3 separate regions of the Gossypium hirsutum genome follow, and regions 2 and 3 are each linked to region 1. The links are chromatin contacts, called in public Hi-C maps. All regions are on one chromosome and are shown on one strand. The core of a region is the stretch at or near the end of the contact, and the rest is flanking DNA. Distances in the headings are between cores, read along the strand shown.

The links. A called contact is a pair of places that touch in the nucleus more often than the background predicts.
Region 2: a Hi-C map of leaf shows a contact between it and region 1, with 4 times the contacts expected there. The contact joins the promoter of LOC121202798 here to the promoter of LOC107957550 in region 1. A contact is called at or near these places in 5 of 34 Hi-C or Micro-C datasets (callus, leaf and petal).
Region 3: a Hi-C map of leaf shows a contact between it and region 1, with 1.8 times the contacts expected there. The contact joins the promoter of LOC107944781 here to the promoter of LOC107957550 in region 1. A contact is called at or near these places in 2 of 34 Hi-C or Micro-C datasets (both in leaf).

The regions. Positions count from the first base shown.
Region 1 is chrA05:29,252,507-29,256,176 of Gossypium_hirsutum_v2.1, forward strand. It overlaps LOC107957550 (bZIP transcription factor 23), which reads left to right and starts at 2,292. Exons shown (of 4, transcript XM_016893082.2): 1 at 2,292-3,670. The coding sequence starts at 2,658.
Region 2 is chrA05:29,395,385-29,399,368 of Gossypium_hirsutum_v2.1, forward strand. It overlaps LOC121202798 (probable WRKY transcription factor 7), which reads right to left and starts at 1,263. Exons shown (of 3, transcript XM_041112137.1): 1 at 327-1,263; 2 at 105-230. The coding sequence starts at 1,102.
Region 3 is chrA05:29,506,309-29,510,156 of Gossypium_hirsutum_v2.1, forward strand. LOC107944781 (putative receptor protein kinase ZmPK1) reads right to left here and starts at 2,423. Exons shown (of 1, transcript XM_016878608.2): 1 at 1-2,423. The coding sequence starts at 2,214.

The DNA of each region.
Region 1 (3,670 bases), core at 1,042-3,541:
AATTTTAAGTTTTAAACTTGGATTTTAATTATGATGTTATATTAATTTTTAACAACCCACCAAATCAAATATATCTATATGTATTTATTCAATAATTTATATTAATATGAATCAATGATAACTATACCCTTCCAAAAAAAAATGGTAACAATAATTACAAGATATAATAAATTTTTGTATTATAAAAAATTCTAAAGTTTAACCTCAAAATTTTTGCCTCATAAATAAAATTATTTTCTTTATTGGATAAATATAATATTGGCTGTATCAATTATAAAAACATATTTACCTACATTGGTGCTCTAATCACTTTTTTAGTTCATCCATTTTGTATACTTCGTAGGCAATGAAAATTATATGTCACAAAATTTAAAAAGTTAAATGATTTCAATTAATTATATTTCGAAAATATGATTAAATTTATCACACAAATTTAAAAAATTAAAAATATAAAATTACCATCATTAAAAATCGTAATTAAATTTTATTTTAATTAATATTTATCTTTATACTTCGAAAATAGGATTAAATTTATCACACAATTTTAAAAAATTAAAATGTAAAATTACCATCTTACTATTAATAATATTAAAAATTGCCACTAAATTTTATTTCCATTAATATTTGTCTTTATATTTCGAAAATATAATTAAATTTGTCACAATTTTATATTATTTCGATTAATATTTGTCACTAACTATCTACAGATCAAAAGTCCATCTGATGAAATAAAGAATCTTTACTTTATTTGAAATTTTTATGTATACTTAGGACTTTTTTAATATTTATTTTATAATTTAATAAATTAGAGGTATGATATAATCACCTTTGTTTATTATATGATTATCTCTTTATTTATTTCATGTTAGAATACTAAATTTAATTTTTATTATTTTTATGAATATACAATTAATTTAATAATTAAAATATATCTAGATTTAAATAAAAATAAATTTAGATATAACATATATATACAATGATACTTAATCAAGTAAATCTAATTAAAATTTTATAAATAATTTTTGAAAGATAAAATTCTACAAATCTCTTATAAAAGTTTTATAAGTATAATACAATAAAAATATAAATAAATGTCTCTAATTAAATCTGAGCTGGATTATTATTATTCACATCGACATATATTTGGTATAGTAAATCTCGAATAAGAGTATTTAGGACCAAATACTCCATCTTTACTGACTTAAAGACGAGTACACAAATCAATCAAACATTGTTTTTTAGACCAAAATACCCCTATGTCAGTGCGAGCTCCATCGAGGCTTTGCATTTATCTCTCGTCACTATCCAAGTGATCCAACCAATTCTGCCACTACACTACATCCAAATTCCAAAACCATAAAATTCACACCATCACCACCGTTTCTTAGTCGCGACGTGGGCGGTCTAGATCCTCCCACTTTTCACATTTCCAATTGTTAGTCTTTACCCTATCCTATTGATTCACGTTTCGGTATCCGGTTGGCCCACAGAACATTATTAAAAGGAATTGTATTTAATGTCTTAAAAAAATAAAAGACAAGGGACACCTGGCAGTCGCTAAGAACCAGAAATGCAAAAAAGAAAAAAAATAAGAAGGTTTAATTATAGTAGAGGTCACCCAACTATAGTTTTTTCTTTTCTAGTCATCTAACTATGAAAAGTTACAAAATGATCATTTAACAATTCAATTTTGTATTTTTTTTGTCACCAGCAGGCTAACATCAAAATGGAAACATCTGAAAATCCAAAATAGTTGGGTGATAGAAAAAAAGACAAAATCGAATAGTTGAGTGATCATATTATAACTTTTTGTAGTTGGTTGAGAAAAAAACCATAGTTGAGTGGCTATTAATGTAGTTTACCCAAAATAGAATGCTCATTGTTTTGTTTTTACTTTGGCTAGAATATTTTGTTAGTCCCTGGACTTGTATAGAATTTGAATTTAGGCCTTATACTTTAAAAGTTAAAAATTCAATCCTCTTACTTTTTCAATTTAAAAATTTTTGTCCAATCATTACCATCGTTAGTAGTTTCTGTCAAAATTTACCAGCTTACCATTTTTATTTCCTGTCGATCAAAATTTCAAGTTGACAAATTTGGATGATTTTAGTGACTAGGCTGATATTTTTAAATAAAAAAATAGGAGGACTTGATTTTTTTTACTTTTTAAGTACAAAGACTAAATCTGAAATTTAGTCAAAGTACAAGAACTAATAGCACATTTTAGCCTTTTTACTTTTAATTAATCGACCGATTTGTACTATTTACACTTTTTCTATTTTGGGTTTGGTGGGGTTCTGATATTTTTATGTTTTCTTTCAATTATTTGGTACGTTAAATTTGGATTTATTTTTTTCTTTTCCGAATTAAAACGCTGATGTTTTCGTTAAGCTCAGATCTTCAACTTTGTGATTGTTGAAAGACATCAAAATTTCTGATTTTACCATTACTTGAAGTTGATCTTTGTATTGCTCTTCTATTTTCTTTCTTTTTTTTTTAATATGAATATGAATATTAATATGATATTTTGGGTTTTATTGAAAAGTTTCCAAATATAGAAAAAGTAAGGAGCTTGATTTTATATGGTAATTTTCCAAATATTCATCTAGATACCATTTTGTCGACACTATTTTATCCAGATTTTATTAGGGACTAACATGATCTTCAAGAACTTTGGAAGTAACCAACCGCCGTCAGGTGATGGCGGCGGTGGTAATAAACCGCCTGGGAATTATCCGATAAGTAGACAGCCATCGGTCTATTCTCTAACCTTTGATGAGTTTCAAAGCACAATGGGTGGAATAGGCAAAGATTTCGGGTCGATGAACATGGATGAGCTGTTAAAGAACATTTGGAGTGCTGAAGAAACTCAAACAATGGCTTCTCCCGGTGTTGGCCTAGTGGGAAATGGAGGGTTACAAAGGCAAGGGTCTTTGACTTTGCCCAGGACACTTAGCCACAAAACTGTTGATGAAGTTTGGAGAGAGATCTCAAATGAGTTTTCTATAGGGACTGAAGCCACTGATAATATGCCACAAAGACAGCAAACCTTAAAGGAGATTACTTTAGAGGAGTTTTTGGTCAGAGCCGGTGTGGTAAGAGAGGATAACATCCAATTTTCTGGGAAGGACAATAATGTTAATGGCGGCTTCTTTGGGGAATTACCGCAAGCAGGGAGTAATACCAGTGGGTTTGGGATTGGGTTTCAACAAGGTGGAAGAGGTCCAAATTTGATGGGGAATAGGCTACCTGATGGTGGTAATCAAAATGGTATTCAAGCTTCCGATTTGCCTATGAATTTTAATGGAGTTAGATCCAATCAGCACCACTTAACTCAGCTTCAGCAGCAACCATTATGTCCTAAGCAACCTGGTGTGGAATATGGAGCTCAGATGGGTTTGCAAAGTGGTGGTCAGTTGGGGAGTCCTGGAATTAGGTGTGGTCAGGGACTATATAATGGCTTGATCCATGGTGGTGGGATGAGTATGGTTGGTTTAAGATCACCTGCTAACCACCTTTCATCAGATGGGATTGGGAAGAGTAGTGGAGATAGTTCCTCAGTTTCACCCGTTCCTTATGTGTTTAATGGAAGTTTGAGGGGTAGGAAAAGCAGTGCTGTGGAAAAGGTTGCTGAGAGGAGGCAGAGAAGAATGATAAAGAACCGAGAATC
Region 2 (3,984 bases), core at 13-2,512, 140 kb after region 1:
AATTATTGTCCTTTTGAGGCGTTTAATCAAACAGGTAACGGGTGGATTGACTGGTAAAGAGACGCACATGAAAGGCAAAAACCAAGCTAATAATCTTTACGAACCTTGGATGAGGGGACCCCTTGATTGGTTTCTGCCCATATTTTCTCCATGAATATTCATCAGGAGGAATATCAGCCGTCTTGTTGCTAATAGCTGGAACTCTAATGACCTTCTTCAATTTTGATTTCCTAATAAAAGTTCAATCAAAAGGTTCAGACTTTCAGAATAAAATCAATTAAACGATCCAAATTGTATGAATGACCCAGAAAATCTAAGAAACCAACCTTTTCTTGGAGCAATGGCAACGGCGAGAGAATGAACCATATTTAAGAGCAGCACCATCCAATGAATTGCACTTCCTTTTCAAAGAGGAAAACAATGGAGGTTTGCCAGAAGAAGGGACGTGAGAAGGACTAGTAAATTGGAAACCGGATGGCTGAAAGCTATCAGTATTTCCTGTTGAGGAAGAAATAAATGAATTCCCAGCAGACAAAGTACGCGAAGATGAGAAATTTATGGTACTAGGCGATTCGTTTCTTTCCAAAACACCAATCTTTGCTATCAAAGGAGGACTTCTTTTACTCTGGGGGCGACTATGAGGCAAAGGAGGCAACCTATAACTTGGGGTCAAACAAAAAGGCTTAAAAGCAGACACTTGATCTTTGGTTACTTGAAAAGAAGAAGACGCTGTCTCTGGCTCTTGAATCTTCTTCGAAGCTTGTTCTGTATCTTGGTTTGGGTGAAGAACAGGGGCTCGTCTAAATCGAGCATGGCCGATTCTCGGTCGATCCAATAAAGAAATAACCTCTTTGAAAGAGTTAACAGTCTTATCTGTAACAGCTTGGATATCCATGGCTGACTCTGCTGAACCTGATGGAGCAGCAGTTTTAATAGAAACATCTGGATTGAAAAGCTCTTGATTTTTAGACATCAACGTTATCAATTCTTCAACACCCTGAATCCCAGAATTTGCAGCTTCTTTCAAAGCAGTTTCCGCCACTTTTCTTGCAAAACTACCACCACCATCACCGCCGTATACCATCTTCAATTCCACGGTCATCTTTGTTCATCAAACGAAAAAAGAAAACCCAAACCCACCAAAAGTCTGATAACCCGAAGAAGAATCAAACCAGTTTTATAGATTTACAGAAAACCAAGGTTTGATATATTTAGGATAGGAGAGGGAAAATGAATTGAAATAATAATGTCAAAATGATGAAAGTAATAAGAAGAAAAGCTCAAAAGAGAAGAGAGTCAAACTTAATGCCTTCCGTTACATATTACCGTCGAACTCATCACCCAATCATTTCATTCCACGTATTAAAATTGCTGTCGGCACCTTGACCAACTTGGGTCCCATCACAACGGGAATTTTAATTTTAAAAGTCAAAGGGCGATGAATGACCGTTGGATGAGATGACCAGGTGAAATTGGGAATTCTATTTTGGTTGGAGACAGTGAGGCAGTGGAGTTGACTTTTAACAGCTTTAATTAAAGAACTAACATAAAAAGTCGTTCGTGGGACCATTTTTACCGGAAACTGGAAGAAACGTCAAACTTTCGTCCCACAAAGTCATATGGGATTCTTTCAAAGTGGGGCCATTGCTGCCCTTCGATTTAGCATCATATAACTGTTTATAAAGATTGGTCTTTTTCTTTTCTCATCATCATTTGAGCTCAACTTTGACAAATGATTTTTTTTTTCTGGAATATATCTTTTGGAAAGTCCTAATCAAATTTAAATAAATATAACACGTTTAGCAATTAAATTAAGTCAATGTTGACAGGCACGTCCATTGGAAAAACCTTTCTTTTTCTAAAATTAAAATAAAATCATATCAATGGCTGAAAAAAAAGTTCATTTTGAATAAGGTATTCTCAAACTTTATTAAAAAAATTATTTTAGCTTTTTATTTAATTTTTCATCTCTTTTAATTCTTTAATTTGCGTTTTTATCAAATCATCTTAAAATAGATGAAAAAATTGAGATTCTTTAATTTTGTTGACGTGATATATATATGGATTGTCAAGTAAATGATATGTCAACATCTAATTAATTTTTTTAAAATATTAAAATATATTTTTTGTAATTCTTAGACTTTTTAAATAATTTTAATGATTTTTATTTTTTAAAAATAGTTTATATTTTTTTGAATTTTTAAATTTTAAAAAATTAATTAAATATTGACGTGTCAACCATATGGAAACCAACGTCAACAAAGTTAAAAAAAACCTTAACTTCTCCATTCATTTTGGGGTGTTTTGAAAAAAAAAAACAAGTTTAAGGACTAAAAAAGAAGAAAATTTTAATGAAGGGTTAAAATAATTTTTTTATAAACCAAATAAATCATTATGCTTTTGAATAATGATATGCTAAGATGTTCATGAGAACTTTTGTTCTTAAATTAAATAAAGTTTAATTTACACAATTAGTAAAAAGTATCATGGTTAACACAATTTTTGTTAACACCCCACATCTGACCCAGTCACTATATACAAATTTATAACGTCACATTACATTATCGAAGCAACTCAAGATAACTTTCTTCTTAATCACATTATTCAATGCACAAATATCGTTCAAATAGATTCAATCATCCATTTTAACCACAAACTTACATTTATAGTGTTTAATAATCTAATTCATCAAGTTATGAGTGTAACAATTCGATTTTCAATGATATCGAAAATGGTAGTTTTAAAATCTCATTTTCGATACCAGAGTTTGTAAATATAATCATTTAATTTTTACGAGGTTAGTATAAATGTTAATTAAAGTTTAGCTCCTCGATTTTGTCAAATTAATAGTTAACTAAGGTATAAATATTAAATTATAAAAATAGTAAAAATTAATCACTATAAATTTTTAATTAACCGAATGACCAATTAAGTAATTGAATCATTAATGTATAGCCAAATGGTGGTGGAGGCCAGTTATAATCCACCAAATTGGTTAATTACGCTTAATGTTAATTAAGTAAAGGTTAATTAAATTAATTAAAGATTAATCTAATTATATTAAAAGACAAAATTTAATGAAAACAAAACATTTTTCCTATTCATCTTCTTAGCAAAAAGAGAGAATATGGTTTGGAAGCTTCAATCTTTCGGTCTTGATTTGGTATGTTAAATTTAGTCTTTTCTTTATAATTTTTATATTTCTGAGATCGTGGGAACTTGATTTAACTAGTCTATGTACCAATTTATAAAACTGTTAAAGTTTATGAAATTTTTCATTGATGAATGCTTGAAGAAATTGATACTAAATTGTTGGATTTTAAACTTAGAAGTGAAAATGGTTAGTTTGTAAAGTTTAATTACTAGTTTTTGAATATAGAGACTATTTTGTATGAATTTCGAAATTGGTGTAAAATTTCTGTAATTATAGATAGTAGAGAGTCTTAAAAGGATGTAATTGTGATCGGTTTCAAAATTTAAGCTCAAATTTGAAAAATATTACAATTTCAAATTTAGGAACTAAATTAAAAAAATGTAAAACTTTAGGGGCACTCAAATAAGCGAAATTAAATTGATTCATGCGTATAATAGGATATTGCAAGATGTTTGGAATTGATAACTTGAACTAAATTATTATATAGATGGGGGATTGAGCCAAACCGAAGATAATCAAGGAAACGCAAAAATTGTTGATTAGTCCTTAAAAATTCGGTTGTTTATTGATTTTGTCAGGTAAGTTCATATGGTATGATTGTATTAAAATTGTTATATATTTGAATTATGAATTTGCGTAAGATTGATAGTAAATTGAATTGTTTGCAATTTGATACAAAATGTGAGATATGAACTAAATCGTAAAGAAATGATTATATGTGTTAAAGATGTCTAGATGATCTTAATAAAGGATAAGATACACAATTGACTTGTCAATATAATTATTTACACGCTGATACGGGATATATGTGATGGTACGGAGTTTATTAA
Region 3 (3,848 bases), core at 1,173-3,672, 250 kb after region 1:
TTCTAATCTTTGGTGCCATTTCTCTCCATTGGTTCCAACAACAGGGACACCTACACTTGGGCTCTTCCCTGTCATCATTTCCAACAACACAATCCCATAGCTATAGATGTCGACTTTGGCAGTGATGGGAAGATTGTAAACCCACTCAGGCGCCATGTAACCTCTTGTTCCTCTAATCTTGGAGAAGCCTGAACCTTTAGGACTGTCTTGATTCAGTAGTTTGGATAATCCAAAATCTGACACTTTAGGATGATAGTTGGAATCCAAGAGTATGTTGTGAGGCTTTACATCACAGTGCAGAACCCATTCCAAGCACTCTTCATGCAAATAAGCCAGGCCTTTGGCGGTGCCCACCGCAATATCCAACCTTCTCTTCCAATCAAGTGAATTAGACATGAGGTTATTTGCTAACGATCCATTTTCCATGTATTCATACACTAAAAGCCTATGCTTCCCCTCTGCACAGTATCCCCACATCTCAATCAAGTTCATGTGATTAAGCCTGCCGATTGTGCTTACTTCTGCGAGGAATTCATCCTCTCCTTGATGTGCTTCAATATTAAGTCGTTTAATGGCTGCAATTTGTTGATCCGGTAAAACTCCCTTGTAAACCACCCCACTTCCTCCCCGTCCAATCTCTTCATGAAAACCGCGTGTTGCCTTTTTCAACTCACTGTATGTGAATCTTTTGAATCCAGTTGCAGCCACAAGGTACCCTGATGTCATCGTCGATGCATCGGGACTTTCCCCTGTTCTGTACAAGAAAACGAACACCAGAAAGACGCACATCAACTCAAGCAATCCAATTATAGAAGCGCACCAAATCAAAATATTTAATGTTTCATATCCTGTTTTCTTAAGATAAAGTCTGTCTAATTGTCTTGTCTGCTTGTTGGAGCAATTTAATTTGAATTCCCGAACAGGTTTGTTGTTGTAAGGGAATGATTTGGGGAGTTTCAAGTAAAGGGTTCCACTGTAGCTATTGTAACGATGACCATTGCGCAATTCCCATTTTGAATAACAGCGATAGGCACCATCTTCTGGGAAATATCTATATTGAAAAGCTTTACAACATGAATCCAAGCAAACTCGGAGGCACTCCTGGAAGGTGTAATTCCGGAGGTTGTCGTAATGGTAGCCAAAAAAGTTAACATGACGAAGTTGAACAAAGTTGACATCATCATTACATGAAAGCTCAAATTCTGGTTCGCACCCATCGTTCCAATCCGCATGGTTTTTCATCTTGAACCCTGGGGGACAACCACACTTCGGACCCCAACCTGGATCATAGCTACATATACTATTTGGTCCACAGGCTCCATGAATCCTACAGGAGTTAGACATAGCTTGCCATGTCACAAACCAAACCCCCTGTTCTTCGAGACTGTATAATCTAAGGTTACCATCAAAATCAAGGGTTAATCTTCTCCAAGGTCCAATACCAAAATCAGTTGATCTGAACTCCATTTTGTCAGAAGATGTAAAATAGCCTGAAGAATCCAACACTGCGGTTCTGCTATAATTGTATCTAGTTCTACCTTGGTGGTAGTCCAAGATGGTTGAATCCGGCCAGTAGATGCTGGATGTGTCGGAACCATTCAAGACAAGACGAAGAACATTATCATCGTCAAACAACAACCTGTATTTTCCTGAAGAATGGTTAGTTCGGCTTCGTGCTGATACTAGCCTTTTGTGTTGATTGAGGGGTTGTCCAGGGAGAAGCGTATCAGTTGGTGAATCAAAGCTTTGCCAAAGAGTAAGATTGTCTCGAGTTTGGAGAACGAGATTACCTGAATCAAGGAGATTCAACTGCGACCAAGAGCCATCTTTAACTGACTTATTGATCGTCCAGATTACGGGTTCGGCATCGGTTATGATGATTTCATTGGTTTCGAGTATGGACAGCTTTGATCGCTTTCCATTAACAGGCACATCCCGGTTTGCCATCCAAACTAGAGTGTGACTACCGTCATGGCAAGGCTTGGTGAACCAGATGGAGAAGCAATAAGCGTTTTGGCCGACGGGGTAAAAGCCAGCGGAGAACATGCCGTTAGACGATATCAAAACATCACCTGGATTCTCCACAGACAGAGACGAACCTTGGCTTAGATATGGAACGGCTGACGATGTTAACCCGAGGAACAGGAACAATATGATAAGCATGGATTTAAAACACTTGGTGGCCATGAATATTTCTTGGGCTGCAAAATTCATGTCATGGACCCAATATTCTCTTCACCAACTTCAGCTCTTTGCACCAATTTACCTGCATCTTCTCAACTTTACCATCGGGAAATCAACTTGTTTGTACCATTTCATTCTCTTCCAAATTCGATCACTAGCAGTGTTTCTTATCAATTCAAAGCCGCGTGTTTTAGGAAAGCTTGGTAGTTGCCCTTTGACATTTCTTGATAACTTTTTAGCTGTGGAAATTTCACATAATTTGTTGTAAAAACGTGAATGCAAGAACTTTCAAGTGTCATTAGTCAATGTCAGAATGTTTCTCATTTTTACGTTTGGTACTGACGATGTTATGTGTTGTTTTCCGGTATTTGGCACTTAAATTTATTTATTACCTTTTTAGAAAATAATACGTGAAATTGAGTGGAGACGAATAACCATACGCACCCACCCCTTTTCCATCCCCTTAAGACAAAGAGAATAGAGTGTGTTTCATTGAAAATCAATCATCCTGACTTTTACACTTCCAAAAGTCTTCATGCACCATTCACAATGTCTTGCAAAATTACCACGCCGACAGGTCTCTGCTATCTGTACCCATACTTCACTCAATTCTCAATTTAACTGGTTCAAATAATTTTGTTTATATATAAAATATATTATTTAATTAGAGGTAATCATTTGATCGAATCAAGTAAAAAGTTTTCGAGTTAATCGAGTTTAAAAATCTTATTTTATCATTCTAGTTCAATTTGACATTTTTTCGAATTGAGTCAAATTTAATGAAATTCGAGTCAAGTCGAATCGAATCGAGTTAAATTATTTGAGTTAAATTAAAAAACTAAACATGCCAAATTAAAATATTGTTACAGTATAACTAATTCCATATTAGAGTACATAAATTTAAAATTATATATATTTGAAAACATTTTTCAAAGCAAAATAACAAGAAATTAAGATACTTTAATCTTATAAACTTGTACAATTAATTAATTAATTAATTAATTAATTTAGATCTCTAAAATTATTATTTTAATTTTTTTATAAATTTTCTAGAATTCTTATAATTTTATAAAAAATATATATATATTTTGAAAATTTTACAAATATTTTGAATTTTTTTTTTGTAATTTTTGTTGAGAGATAGACTAATTTGTTCATTTTTAAATTTGACTGAGACCAAAAGAGTATTTACACCAATTTGTTATTCGAATTATTTGAACTGTAAATTTCAACTCGACTTGAACTCGAAACTCGAATCGAGTTATTCAAATTGACTCAAATAATTTGAATAACTCGATTCAATTAACTTGAAATCCAATTTTTTTTCGAATTAAATCAAGTTTTTCCTACATCTACATTTAACTGATGTCACAAATTAACATAACAGTTGATAAAGAGTTGAATATTAAGATAATGGTGTTTTGGTCTTTATTAGTTTTATATGAAATATTTAAATAAAATAACTAAACATACAATTTTTAAGGATTAAACCCAAGCTTAAAGAATGTTTAACCATAAACACTTTGCCATTTCACGTATAACTCAATTATTTATTTTTATATAAATCTAGTATAAATATATTTAAGATTTTAACTAAATTAGTGTTACTTATCAACCGGTCTCAATCAAGTCTAAAATTATTAAAACTTCATTTATTTTAATAA